3 separate regions of the Mus musculus genome follow, and all the other regions are linked to region 1. Evidence: chromatin contacts called from public HiChIP or PLAC-seq and promoter capture Hi-C data. All regions are on one chromosome and are shown on one strand. The core of a region is the stretch at or near the end of the contact, and the rest is flanking DNA. Distances in the headings are between cores, read along the strand shown. Region 1 holds the start of Spg20 (spastic paraplegia 20, spartin (Troyer syndrome) homolog (human)). Region 2 holds the start of Pfn2 (profilin 2). Region 3 holds the start of Wwtr1 (WW domain containing transcription regulator 1).

Region 1 (4,541 bases), core at 1,066-3,565:
AGCCATTAAAATATACGACACTGTGGTATTTTGTGGCTCTGTAAAACCCCAGAAAAAAAAAAGGGGGGGAATTGTTTTAAATTTAAGTCTCTACAAAGTTCCTAATAGAATGCAGCAAATGAAGAAACATCCCTTAAAAAACAAAACAAACAAACAAAAAATCCCTAAAACTCAATAAGAACAGCAACGTTTTTGGCATTTGAATCTAGTCTTTCTTTCTCTCCCTCACTCCTTCTCTCCCCTTCCCCCTTCTCTAATGTCACTGAAATGGAAACTACCCCAGATGCTTACAGCCAAGAGCAGGGTCCATGGCCAGCAGTTGAGAGGGATTTCCTCCCCAGAAGGAGGGGTCCCAGCATCTCTCCTACTACCTCTCCTCCCTGTTGCTGAAGCTAGGTTAGGGATGAGAATGGCTGCAAGTGTGTGTGTGTGTGTGTGTGTGTGTGTGTATGTGTGAGTGTATGTGAGTATGTGTGTGTGTGTGAGAGAGAGAGAGAGAGAGAGAGAGAGTGTGTGTGTGAGAGTGTATGTGATTGTGTGTGTGTATGTGATTGTGTGTGTGAGTGTGTATGTGTGAGTGTATGTGAGTATGTGTGTGTGTGAGTGTATGTGATTGTGTGTGTGTGAGTGTGTATGTGTGAGTGTATGTGAGTATGTGTGTGTGTGTGTGTGAGTGTGTGTGTGTATGTGTGAGTGTATGTGAGTATGTGTGTGTGTGTGTGTGTGTGAGTGTGTGTGTGTGTGTGTGTGTGTGTCCCATCTAGATACCACTAGAGGATGAAGACATTAATTTGAACACTGCATGCTGGAAATACCTGGTCCCAATCACTCCAAATTGTCAATCTTTGTAAAGCCATTTTGAAGTATTTCCTAGAAATTGAGTGTGTGAGTAACTATAATTGGTAGCAAGTAGATCTGTAGACAAGTGACTTAATTTTATTGCCTGAAGAAATGGAGGGATTCTTTGTCTAACACACACACACACACACACACACACACACACTAGATATGACATTGTAAAATGATTTTGAGCATATGATTTGAAAGCAGTTAAAGAATAAAGGCAGGATGCCATTATAAAATCCTACCTGATTCACTTAAACAAAATAAATAGGAGTGTGTCCTAGTTATATTTGTTGCTATGATTCAGAGGAATAAGAAGAGGTTTAACTCAGGTCACTGGTCCAGGTTATAATCCAGTATTATGAGAAAGTCAAGCAGGAAATCAAACATCTAGATATATCACACCTACAGTCAAGAGCAGGGAGAAAGGAATTAACTCAGGCTTGCCTGCCTGATTGCTTGTGCCTAGTGCATTTTCTCCATTCTTTCAAGGCCTCCTATCTTGGAAATGGTGCTGCCCACAGTGAGCTGGGTCATGCCACATCAATTAACTTAAGACACCCCCCACACATCCAACCTAACGCAGACCATCTCTCATCGGGACTCTACCCAGGTGATTACAGGTGGTGTCAAGAGAGGGAAAGGAATTTTACAACGACTGAATTATTTGAATCAAGATAAATGGATAATTTTATGAACAATTCTAACTAGGGGTAGACTTTGCTGGGCTGGTTTTGGTTACTTAACACTCCCACCAGTAAGGCAGGAGGACCGGAAAAAAAACCATCTTGCCAAACCCTTTTCTGCTTATCTTTTGATTACAGCCATTCTAATGAGACAGAAGTTACATCTCATTTTGATTTGAGTTAGCCTGAAGACTCGTGATAGTCACTATCTTTTGTTTGTTTGTTTGTTTGTTTTCGAGACAGGGTTTCTCAGTATAGCCCTGGCTGTCCCGGAACTCTCTTTGTAGACCAGGCTGGCCTCGAACTCAGAAATCTGCCTGCCTCTGCCTCCAGAGTGCTGGGATTAAAGGCGTGTGCCACCACGCCCGGCGGATTCACTATCTTTTGATATTCTTTCTGGTGGTCTGTATATCTTGTCTAAAGAAGGATCTACTCAAATCTTTTATTCACTTTTAATTGTTGCACTTATAAATTATTATGGTGTGTTCTTTATGGATTACAGAGCAAATAAAAAATAATGACCTCTTCTTCACTGCTGAGCCGTCTCTCCAGCCCCCAGCCTTGTGAGGTTTTTGTTTGTTAGTTTGTTTTGTTTTTATGTCACAGATTTAACACTTTGCACAGGTCAGGCAAGGTCCCAGGTTCCAGGCAACCATTTGTTCTCCCAATCCTCAGTGCCCGACCCAGGTCTCCCCCTGGCGGCCGGAAGCTGTCATTGCCGTGGCACTGCGGGTCCCTTCGGCGGCCCCAGGGCAGCCGGTACGGAGTGCGCAGGCGCGGTCCGACGTGGCCTGGGCCTGGCTGAGGCCGGAGGGTGTGTGGGGCCTGCAGTTGCGCGCTCTCCGTGGGCTCTCGGGCTCGGAGCGGACCGCTGGCTACCCGTGCGCCTTTGGAAGGTCAGAGTGGGCAGAAGCTCAGCTCCGCGCCGGTGTGGTGACGCGTGGGCGGGGCCGGACCTAGAGGGCGTCACGCGGGGCTTTGTGAGCCGGGTCCACCCCGGGACGCCCAGCGGGGGTGGGGGCTGCGGCCCGGGTCCAGGCGGCATCTTGCTGAGAGCCCTTCTGCCAAGGAAGTTTCCAGAAGTCCTGCTGAGGCTATTCCAGCTAGTACTGAAGGAGCCTTCGCCCATCTTTCGTCTCCTACAGCTCTGGCCCGGGGAGCGGCGCTCAGGTCCTAGATCCTCCTGCCCCAGGAACCCGCGCATCCCTGGTGCTGGCCCTCCCATCCTTGGTCCCTTCTTATCCCCGGCGCTGGTCCTTCAATCCTGCGCCCCCGCGCATCCTTGGTGTGCGTTTACCTATCCCTGATCCTCGCTTGTCCCTTGGTTCGGATCCTCCCATCCCTGATCTCTGGTGATCCCTAGTGTGCGTCCGCCACTGTTCCCTCTCCAAACCCCACTGGCTTTCTTGCTCCTCTACAGCTTGTCCAACGTTGGCAGCTGAAAGCGCCAGGAGCCACAACACTGGCAGTGAATGGAGCGGGCATTGGTAATTGGGATACAAGTTTACTGGCTTCCAGCATCTCAAAGGACCCCCGAGGCCTAACTTTAGGTCTAGAAAAGTTTTCTCTGGGAGTGTGTGTGGTTTTGTGAGGCTACTTTATTGCTCTAGTGTACGGCTGGTTCCGTTATTCCCCATGGTTGTGGGATTGCTTAAGGATCCTCGAGATTTGCTTTGTTGTATTATAAACGGAACGGTTTTTGATCGATGAAATGACCCTCGGATACCTAAGAATTTAGCAACTGTTTTAAAATTTTCAGAAGCAATTAAGTGAATAATGAGTGCTCCTAGTTCTGAGGGAACTGGTCTTGGTTGGTGTGCCTTCCTGATGGTCTTAATTGTGTTTGTGGAGGACTTGTTTGAAACAGGAAACCTCTGTATTTTGAGGAATGTGGTTTGTTGCCCACGTGGTGCGCGGTACAATCTGAAACATACAGTTCCCAAGCAAGAAAGAATTGTTGGAATGGTTCTAGAGTTGAACCCTCCCTGACAATCAGTCCCCCATGTTCCCGACCCAGATAGGAGGAGTGAGGGATGTAGCTTAGTACAGTATGCTCAGTATAGTTGATCATGAAATATTGTACACGTCAGAGAGAGACGAAAATCTGCTACTTTCATTTTAAAAATGTTATATCTGGGTGATGAGTAAATTAGCCTTATTTCATCATTCTATATTTAAATTAAAAGTCTGAATAATGGGACTGGAAAGATGGTTCAGCAGTTAACAGGTTATCTGCACTTGTAGAGTACCCAGTGCCCATTTCCAGCTTCACCGGAACCTCCCCTCCCCCACATATGCATAATTAAAAATACTAAAAAACAAATATTAAAAAATTAGAATAGTTCAAAAATCAGACTTCACAATCACTTTGTACCCTATAAATGTTAACCTGCCAGTATATAATCTGAATAACAAACCCTTCCCATTCCCCGTTTTGTAACAGACCAGGCATGCTGGCATCAGAACTCCTGTTGCTGGCTGTTTCCCCATAAGCACAGTTATTTGCTACTTTCTCTGTCGTGGAATAGAACTGAGTTTCCAAGTATTTTTAATCAGAACTTTACTTCTGGTGCAGAGTGAACCACATACATAGCTGAGTTTAAAGTAGGTGTTTCTTACATCTTTTATTAGAAAATTTAAACAGGAGTGAGGACACTAACCCTGAGGACCTGAGTTCAAAAACCCCCAAACCTGTATAAAGGTATAATCTCTGCCCTCATATTGGGAGATGAGAGGCAGAGACAGGAGACTCCCCAGAAGCTAGCCTTGTCTACCAAACAGGAAAACACAAACAAACAAACAAACAAAAAGAAGCAAAAGACCCTGTTTCAGACAAGGTGAAAGACCAGGACATACACCCAGTTGTCCTCTGACCTCCCCAGGCCCCAGGGCATGTGACTGCCAACATTTTACAAGCAGAGATCTGTATACACAAGTGAGAGAGAGAGAGAGAGACAGAGAGAGAGAGAGACAGAGAGACAGAGAGAGAGAGAGACAGACAGAGAGACAGAG
Region 2 (4,541 bases), core at 1,044-3,543, 2.7 Mb after region 1:
ATTACCTATTCCTTCGTGGTTACATGATTTACACATTAGTTTGCTTTTGCAGCGAACAGTGAGGCCTGCTAACTAAAAGCCAGTGTGTATCAACCATACAGAGAGTTTCCCTAAATAGTTGGCAGTTGACACTAGGTGCAAACTGAAAACGAGTTATTTATAAACTATCTCAAGTCAGGTGCTACTTGAGGTGCTTATGTAATTGTAAAGATTCAGGTATAAGCTCTTGTATACAACAGCTTGACTATCATATTTTGCCACATTAGTCATGTTGCATCAAATTTAAAGTTGGGTAAAGTCGATCCAGATGGGCCTGCTTACATCTCTGTTTCAAGCAGCTTGAAATGTCCCTGGTAGTATGAACCTCAGTTACCACAGACTGTGGGACATCTCCAAATTCATATTTCCCTCCTACTTTTCTAGCCACCACTCTTTTCTCTCCAACTTGCCTTGCCCTTCCATTCAATAACCTGCTTTCCTTCTGGACAAATGCAGAGTGATTCTGTCTACAGCACTGCGGTAGCAACAGCAAAATCAGAGAGAAAATGGAGGGGCATTGGTAAAGAAAGTGAGGTAGCCACCAGAACCGGAAAAGAGAATCTGTTCATTCTAACGTTCCATGAATAAGAAGGAAGGCGTCGCCCCCATCAGAACTGCAGAGTCATAGCAGGCCCCAGCCATTTCCAAGCATACTCCCGCAATATTCTTAAGCCAGACAGCGGGAACTCACACACAAAGACAAGACTGCAGAAAAAAAAGTTAATCACCAAATGTCAATTCGCTATAGGAACTGTGGCCTCCCACATGGGGACAGGAGATCTTAAAGCACTCCTGTCACAGACTGAATCCACACTAATTTGTTAAACCACATTAAGTAGTAAAATGCTGAGCACCTGTGATATGGGACTTGAATTCTGTTATGTGGTAGGGGAGGGAGTGGGAGTGGGGAGCAAAGAAATTAAGAGAATGGTCCTGTACTTGATACTGGTGTCAAAATCTTAAAGAGCATTGCATAGAAACAAGCATAACAATAAGCAGTGTTGGAGACTGGTTGACGAATATTCTCCAAATGTGTGGCAACCCAGTCAAAAGCCATCAAGTCACATGAAAAGGAGGCACCGTGAAGCATAAATCGGTATTAGTTCTTTTACTACCATCACTAAAGAGGGAGTGACTTGGAGAAGTGTTATCCCCCTCCAGCGACTCCCCAGATTTTTTTAAATCACCCTTAAACCATCCCCTTTTTAGAGCTATGTTGCGTAACTGGGGATAACAGTATATCGATGAATCTCTATAGGTGGAGAAGAGAAATCAATGGCAGTTCGCCATCTTGGAGGAAAAAAAAAAAAAACTATAGAACCACAAGCTGAAGTAGATTCACCATTCCACCTACGTGGTCCGCGTACCTTTCTCTCCAGCCTAGGCGGCCTGGACACCCGCAAGCCTACGCAAAGTCACTCCATTAATTCCCGGGATCCGGCCACTGCCGCCTCCCACATTCCGCGCTCACAACCGAACCAGATCCAGGGCCAGCCTGCCGCCCAGATTCCCCCCGCCCACACCCGGGGACCCGCACTGCAGCCCGCAGGGCTCCCCGAACGCCGAGGGCCTCCCGGGGAGGCGTCCCCTCCTCCACCCTGGCAGCCGCAAGCCGGGGCGCCGCCGGGGCGAAGAGTCCGGCCGCCCCGCCCCCGCGCGGCCTCGGGCAGCATCCCCAGGCTCAGCTGCCCGCAACCGGGCTCCGGCTGCATCCCCTTCCTCGCGGGCGGGCGAGGAAGCCGGCGGTACCCTTCCCTTCAGCCCTAGCCGCATCCCTTCCTCGCGGGCGGGCGTCCCCTTCTCAGAGGCCCGCCGCACACCTGCCGGCTTGGCGCCCCCGGGCCTCACCGTGATGCTCTGGAAGACGCCCCCGGCCGTGGCTGCCCAGACGTATTTGGCGTCGCAGTAGCCGACAATGGCGGCCTCCTGGCAGCAGCCATCGCACATCAGGTTATCCACGTAGCTCTGCCAACCGGCCATCTTCGAGCCCTTCGCACTGCAGCGGGGACGGCAGGAGCAGAGGCGCAGCAGCGGCAGCGGCGGCGGCGGCGGCGGCGGCGGTGGAGGCGGGGCGGGGGCGGGGAGGAGGCGGCTCTGCGCAGGCACCGACCGCCCCTCTCCGGGGAACTGCGGCGGGCGGTGACAGGACCCGCAGCGGGGAGCGCCGGGCGGCCGCGGCCGCGGGGCTCAGGAGCCGGCGGCGGAGCGACGCTGGCAGCGGGGCTGGTGACGGCCGTCTCACACCGCCGCAGCTCCCTCGGCTCTCCGCGGCCGGCGGGATGTGCGCGCGCGTGCGTGCGATCCTTCCGCAGCGCAGCCGGCGAGGGTCCCCGGGAGGGCGGGGGAGCCGAGGCGGGGGCGCGGAGGGATACCGCCGGGGACAATCACGGCCCACACGTGCGGGAGGCGAGTGGGCGTGCGGCTGGGGCGCGGCGGCGGAGGCCTCACCACCGGCTAGGAGGCGAAGCAGCTTGAGTGGGCGCCGTGGGGTGCCGGAGCTCTGGGCGCCCAGCGGCCACGCTCACCTCTCAAGCGCCCGCTCGGGGACGCGGTATTGACAGCATCGGTGTCGGGTGGCAGGGTTGCCCTGGTGACGGGATGCGGAGGGTTTACCCTTTGTAGTGGGAGCGGCCAGTGCGGATGGCCCACACTTGGGGAGGTGTCTCTTAGAAGACCTTGGCCAGCTGCGCCTGCACGCTCCTGAAATCAGAGCAGCTCTATGCTCTTTGTTGCCTCCTTTGAGTACAAGGAACTTCAGGTTCAGTGGAGCTTTTGCCCTGAACCCAGTGCTGCTCATCATGAGTGTGGCTCAGTCGTCCAGAAATTCTAAACAAAACAGACCCTATGTGCACCTGGTAACTGCAAAAGTTAGTGTGCGTTAAATACATCCATGAAATACAAAGAATAATCAAGCTAGAAAAGGAGTCATTGAACTAGACCAGTGGTTCTCAAACTTCCTAATGTGACCCCGTGATACAGTTACTCATGCTGTGCTGACCCCCAACCTTAAATTATTTTGTTTCTATTTCATAACTGACATTCTGTTAGTTATGAATCATACTGTAAATATCTGATGTGGAGGATATCTGATATGTGACCCCAAAGGGTTTGAGGCCCACAGGTTGAGACCCACTGTACTAGATGGTGAAAATAGTTCAGAATCTAGATCTGAGGAAGACTTGTATAAGACAGGGTGGGAAGTGGTTTAAGGGTCTCTGAACATTCACCTACATCTTTATTAATTTTATGTGCTGGGTCTAGACCCAGCATCAGATGTTCCCCAGTGATGACTAGTTTAAATGGATGACAAACTTGACCTGCCTATTAAGGGAAAGAAAGCTCCAATAGATTGCAAGCTGTTGTCAATTTTAAAGTTGTGGGGTACACTGACAATTTTATAATAGCATCACTGAACTTTTGCTTATTTATTTATTGGACTTTAAAAAATAAAACTAATGTCCTAGTGTTCTGATCGCTGTGAAGAGACACCATGACCACAGCAACTCTTTTTTTTTCCATTTTTATTAGGTATTTACCTCATTTACATTTCCAATGCTATACCAAAAGTCCCCCATACCCACCCACCCCCCACTCCCCTACCCACCCACTCCCCCTTTTTGGCCCTGGCGTTCCCCTGTAGACCACAGCAACTCTTACAAAGAAAAAAAAATTAAAAGGGACTGGCTTACAGTTTTAGAGGTTTAGTCCATTATCATCATGCTTGGGAGTATACAAGCTGACATGATACAGAGGCATCGCTGAGAGTTCCACATCTAGATCCCAAAGCAACAAGAAGAGTCCTGGTCCTGAATTTGAACTTTTGAAACCTCAAACCCCACCCACAATGACATACTTCCTCCAACAAGGCCACACCTCCCAATCCTTCCTGTGTAGTGTCATTGATGACTAAGCATTCAAATGTATGAGCCTTTGGGGACCATTCTCATTCAAACTACCACAGGTAGGACTAAGACCATGGAAACTAGAGGAGGGCCAACAACAGAGTAGTCAGCTGTCAAGTTGGGACAGTATTTGTCCTCCTGTTTGGAAGATAGAGAATTCTGCTCCTTATACAGGAATCTGTCCACTTCTGCCTTTGTGTCCTCATCTGATTTAATCTCCCTTACTCTTTCCTATTTATCATTCTGCCTGTTTGTCACAATCATTTTAATTCTTAACTTTTATTATCACCTTAAAAAAATAAAGATGGGGTGGAGAAATGGTTCAGTAGTTGGGACTGGGTGCTCTTCTACCAGGTCCCGGGTTCAGTTCTCAGCATCTATATGGCAGCTCACAACTGTCTGTAACTCCAGTTCCAGGGGATCCATAGCACCAAGTATGCAGGTGGTATACATATATATGCATGCAGGCAAAATACCAAGATGCATAAAATATTTTTTTTAATTAAAGATGGGGCAGGGGGTGTAGTGTCACATATCTTTAATCCCAGCACTAGGAAGGCAGGCTCAAAAGGAACTCTTCAATTTGAGGTCATGTCTTAG
Region 3 (4,541 bases), core at 538-3,037, 2.5 Mb after region 1:
CAATTGAGAATACATTTCTCTGTTCGATCTAATTCAAAAAGCTGGATCTAATGTAAAATTCACAACCTCAAAAAGCTAGGCAGATAGGGCATGAAGGATGACAACGCACACTACTGCCCTGCCGTGACGGTATTTTAGGTTACCAAGTGTAACATAAGACTCCTGACCCAATTTCCACACAATTTGTTGGTCCAGCCCATAACTACTTTACAGTGCGGTTGGTAATTACATTACTGTGCTGTGTGGTCATTACGTCATCAGCTGGGAGAGGTAAAGCCCACCAGGCACTGTGTTCTTTTCCGGTTTGCTTTTCCTGAGTGACTGAAGAACCCAGACCACCTACTCACCTGGCTGTGAGCTAGCTAACTTAAGTGAAGGCGCTAAGGGCCTAAGACCCAGATTTAGGCCAAAGTCGCTCAAAATTCCTTTCCCCAAGTTTAAGTTTTCCAATGGCCTGGATCTCTTAGGGCTTAAGCAGTTTCCACTTCATGAAACGTTCTCTGTTCTAGTCAAGTACAACTCCCAGAGATTCATCCCCTACTTTTTTATCTTAGCAGATCTCTGAAGCACCTTGGAAGAGTCAGTCTCTCAGTCTCTCTCTGTCTCTCTCTCTCTGTCTCTGTCTCTCTTTCACACACACACACACACACACACACACACACACACACACGCCACGAACACACGAGCGTCCAGGGCATCACAACTTTGCCCCTCTTGACTGCCGGCAGACTTACTTAAGGAAGTATCTCTGGCCAGTGGCCGTGAAGGTCATCTCCCACCCGGGGGGCAACGGCAGCTCGTCGGTCACGTCATAGGACTGCTGGCGGAGATGTGCATGCTGCTGTGCAGGGCCTCCAGCGGCTCCCGCACCGGTGCCCAGCTGCAGGGATGCGGGCGACGAGTGCGAGCGGACGTGCTGCGCGCCGCCAGCTAGTCGAGGCCCCGGGTGGCCGCCTGATGAGTCTGTGCTGGATTGGCGCGAGTGCGAGCCGGAATCGGGCTCCTTAAAGAAGGACTCCGGGAGGATCTTTTTCCGCCATGAGCTGGGCTTGGGGTTCATGACAGAGTTGAAGAGGGCTTCGAGGTCGGTGTCCAGGTCCTGCGTGACGTGGATGACTTGCTGCCCTGGCGGCGGGAGCGGATGGGGCACCGAGGACGGATTCATCTTTCTACAAGAAAAAAGAAAGATCAGATCAGCCTTTTGGTGCAAGTCAGAGGAGGAGGGGGTAGTCCCGGGGAAGGACAGAGAGAACCTAGAGACAGTTAGGTATGGGTCCAGGGACCAGCCGGTGGGGGAGGGGGCGCCCCTGGCCTCCGAGATTATGCAACTTTCCCGCAACAGAGAAGCTCCCCTGAGCAGGCAGCCGCGGGAGGAAGGGGGGGGGGGGTGCCTGCACCAGACCCAGTCGCAGCTTCCCCTGCCCAATACCCCCACCGGCAACCCCAGGCGTCCCGACTGCGGTCGTCTAAGAGCCGGACGCCACAGAGGGTGCGGGGCGCGGCGGGAGCTACCTGGGGACTCGGGGAAGCCAAGCCTGGGCGCCTCCCGAACTGACGAGCTGGAACCCGGTCCCGGCTGGCAGATCCCGAGCGGATTCCCAGCAGCCGAAGGCTTATCCTCTTACATCCCCGGAACCGGCCTCGGGCGCTCCCACTGCGCGAGGAGGCGACAGAGAAGACGTAGACGAGCGCAGCCGCCGCGGCTCCCGGACTGTCCCATAAACAAAGTTTGAAGCAAACTCCCACCCTTAGGAAAGAGGCGGGCCGAAAGTGGAGCTGTTGAATTATGCATGACCTCCTGGCCGGAGCCAGCCTGCCCCACGCCCCTCCTCTTCCTCCTCCTCCCACCCTAGCCCGGCTGGCGGGGGTGGGCTGGGCACTTCGCAGCTCGGGAGAGACCGTGCCCCCGCCCCGCCGCGCCGCTCCGACCTCTCCCGCCGAGCGCCTATCTGCATTCCTTTGAGTTTACCACTGACTTGGGGCGGGATCAAAGAGAAAATGGTTCAAGCCTGTTAAATCAAGGGGTTATGGACAAAAACCAAATCGGAGAATAACGGAGGGCCCTCGGTTGAGGGTCCAAGGCCCAGAATGAGTCTGTCCTGAGCGCTTGCCCTCGTCTTAAGGGGAGCGCCCAGCACCCGGAATGTGGCACGGGGCGCGGATCTGCCAGAGGTCGGACCGGGGCGCACCCTGGCTCAGGGAGACACCCGCGAGGCCAGACTTTCCACGGAAGGCTGCTTAACGCTTGTGACCATATTTGGTCTGCTGGGGAGACAACTTGGCTGTTTGGCTTTCAGTTGTCTGCGAGACGGTTTCCCAAAAAGTGCCGCTGTTGCTGAAGATGCGGCTTCACCGAGGAGTCGATTGTAAACTACCAACTTTCAAGCCTTTCATCAATCCTTAGAAGGCCGAGACAAAGCTGCGTTCTAGAAGGCCAAGCAATTGCGCCCCCTTCCCTCCTCCCGCGGCGTTTGCGAGGGTAGTGGGAGGATTGGAATGTCCCTGGGTCGCTCTAGGGAGCCTGGAACTGGAATGGAACAGGGGCAGGTGGCTAGGATAGAGAGGGTGTGCCAGTGACCCGGAAAAAGCCACACAGCCTCCCACCCGACTGGACATGGGCCAGAGGTGGAGACCCCAGCCTTTGGAGAGAGGAGGTCTGGCCTGGTAAGACAGCTGCCGGGAAGAGGGAGGAGGCCTTGCCCTTCCCACTGCCAGCTGCTCAACTATTCCTTCTCTCCAAGAAAGGGTGGCTGCTTTTTAAGTTACATTCCAGAAAGCCCCTACCCGACCCACAGATTCTAATAGACAAGTTTATTAGATAGGTTAAATGAGGCAATACACGCAAAGCACTTTGCTTAGCCAAGGCTGCATGGAAGTTTGTCAGCAGAATTGTATCAAATGCAGGCACTGTGCCTCACCATATTAAAGAGAGACATAAAAGTCAAAATTAAATCCACAGTTGACAGTGCTACAGGAAAATGAAGACAACTGTGACCTAACAGCAAGGTGAAGGGACAAATGCAAGCCACTCCATCATTTTTACTTTAAGACAGAAGAGAGAACAAAACTGTGGCTCAGCTGGAAAAGATCCTTTCAGGCAATTCTGACAACCTGAGTTCGAATCCCACACACTACATGGTAGAAGGAGAGAACCAACTCTAGCCCCCACATGAGCCCCCAACACATTTTTTTTTAATTTTGAGACCATCTTTGATTAGCTGTGTCCTATCCCAGTACCCATACATGAGCTGTGACTCCAGGTCCCTTACAGACTTTTCCCAAAATGGCAAGTGGTCTTATACTAAGGCCTCTTGAACTTTTTCAATCATGACCCCTTTTTGCCTGAAAAACTATCTATCTGACCCTAATCTATATTTGTATAAAATAGGTAAGAATCAAACATTTACTGATAATCATAAATTGATTTTAAAATAATTCATTCCTGGGCATATATAAAATTTTGCCGTTCATTAAAGATAATAAGATATGCTTTGGGCTAGGACTATAGTTCAGTGGCAGAGCACTTGCCTGGGATCATTCCCTAGTAATAATAAGTGCTAAACAAATGTGATGGTTCCCATATACAGAATTAAACCCTGACTCTTTTTTTTTTTCTTTTTTTTTTTTTTTTTTTTTTTTTTTTTTTTGGTTTTTCGAGGCAGGGTTTCTCTGTGTAGCCTTGGCTGTCCTGGAACTCACTTTGTAGACCTGGCTGGCCTCAAACTCAGAGATCCACCTGTCTCTGCCTCCCAAGTGCTGGGATTAAACGTGTGCTCCACCACGCCCGGCTAATCCTGACTCTTTGATACTACAGGACATAGGGTGCCTTCAACATTTTTCACCTTTTTTATTTTATAATTGCTAGTCCTGAGACTGGTGTTGTACAAAATGGCAGAAGTATGTTTAGGGCCATCTCAGAAACTATTGGAAGTTCTGTCCTAGGTCCAAGCCAATATTTCATTTAATGATTTTTTTTTTTTTGTAATGAAAGTCAAGTCAGCAACTCAGTCATTTCCAACATCAAACATCCTAACCAAAATATATGTTAATGTATACATACTGAGGAATGAAGGTAGAAAAATATTGTCTATTTTCCATAATTAAATCATTTTCTGTAAAAGCACAGTGCTGTATGCCCAGTAAGACCACAATTCAAATCTGAGCAGTACTATTTCAGGCAGCTCTCCTTGGTGTTGTGTAGTGTGCCCAGAACAAAGTACACATGTTAAACATGTATGTTCAGAACCAAGAGTACAGTGAAGTCTCAAGATGCCACACAAACAAGTATTACCAACGATGAAAATCATGTTTGATTTTGAATTAATTTTTGGTTCTGTGCATGTAATCTAAAAACTATTTTTCTTGAGACAGGGTTTCTCTATAGCCCTGGCTATGTCCTGGAACTCAGTGATCTGCCTGCTTCTGCCTCTCACAGTTGCCAAATCTTTCACGACCCCTGCTCCACAATAAATTACACAACCCATGTGAGTTCACAACCCAGAGTTTAAGAGGATCTGCTTCAAACAGAGAAAGGCACCTGG

The links. HiChIP or PLAC-seq counts read pairs in DNA pulled down with a chosen protein or histone mark. Capture Hi-C pulls out chosen DNA fragments and counts their contacts.
Region 2: a contact with region 1 is called in a promoter capture Hi-C map of liver, with 5 times the contacts expected there. The contact joins the promoter of Pfn2 here to the promoter of Spg20 in region 1. A contact is called at or near these places in 1 of 115 datasets of contacts at active chromatin or transcription factors (astrocytes) and 1 of 9 other capture datasets (liver).
Region 3: an H3K27ac HiChIP or PLAC-seq map of embryonic stem cells shows a contact between it and region 1, with 9 times the contacts expected there. The contact joins the promoter of Wwtr1 here to the promoter of Spg20 in region 1. A contact is called at or near these places in 1 of 39 promoter capture datasets (liver) and 3 of 115 datasets of contacts at active chromatin or transcription factors (astrocytes and embryonic stem cells).

What each region holds. Positions count from the first base shown.
Region 1 is chr3:55,109,793-55,114,333 of GRCm38.p6, forward strand. Spg20 (spastic paraplegia 20, spartin (Troyer syndrome) homolog (human)) reads left to right here and starts at 2,316. Exons shown (of 9, transcript NM_144895.2): 1 at 2,316-2,425.
Region 2 is chr3:57,845,464-57,850,004 of GRCm38.p6, forward strand. It overlaps Pfn2 (profilin 2), which reads right to left and starts at 2,294. Exons shown (of 3, transcript NM_019410.3): 1 at 1,888-2,294. The coding sequence starts at 2,019.
Region 3 is chr3:57,574,089-57,578,629 of GRCm38.p6, forward strand. It overlaps Wwtr1 (WW domain containing transcription regulator 1), which reads right to left and starts at 1,788. Exons shown (of 7, transcript NM_133784.3): 1 at 1,513-1,788; 2 at 735-1,169. The coding sequence starts at 1,165.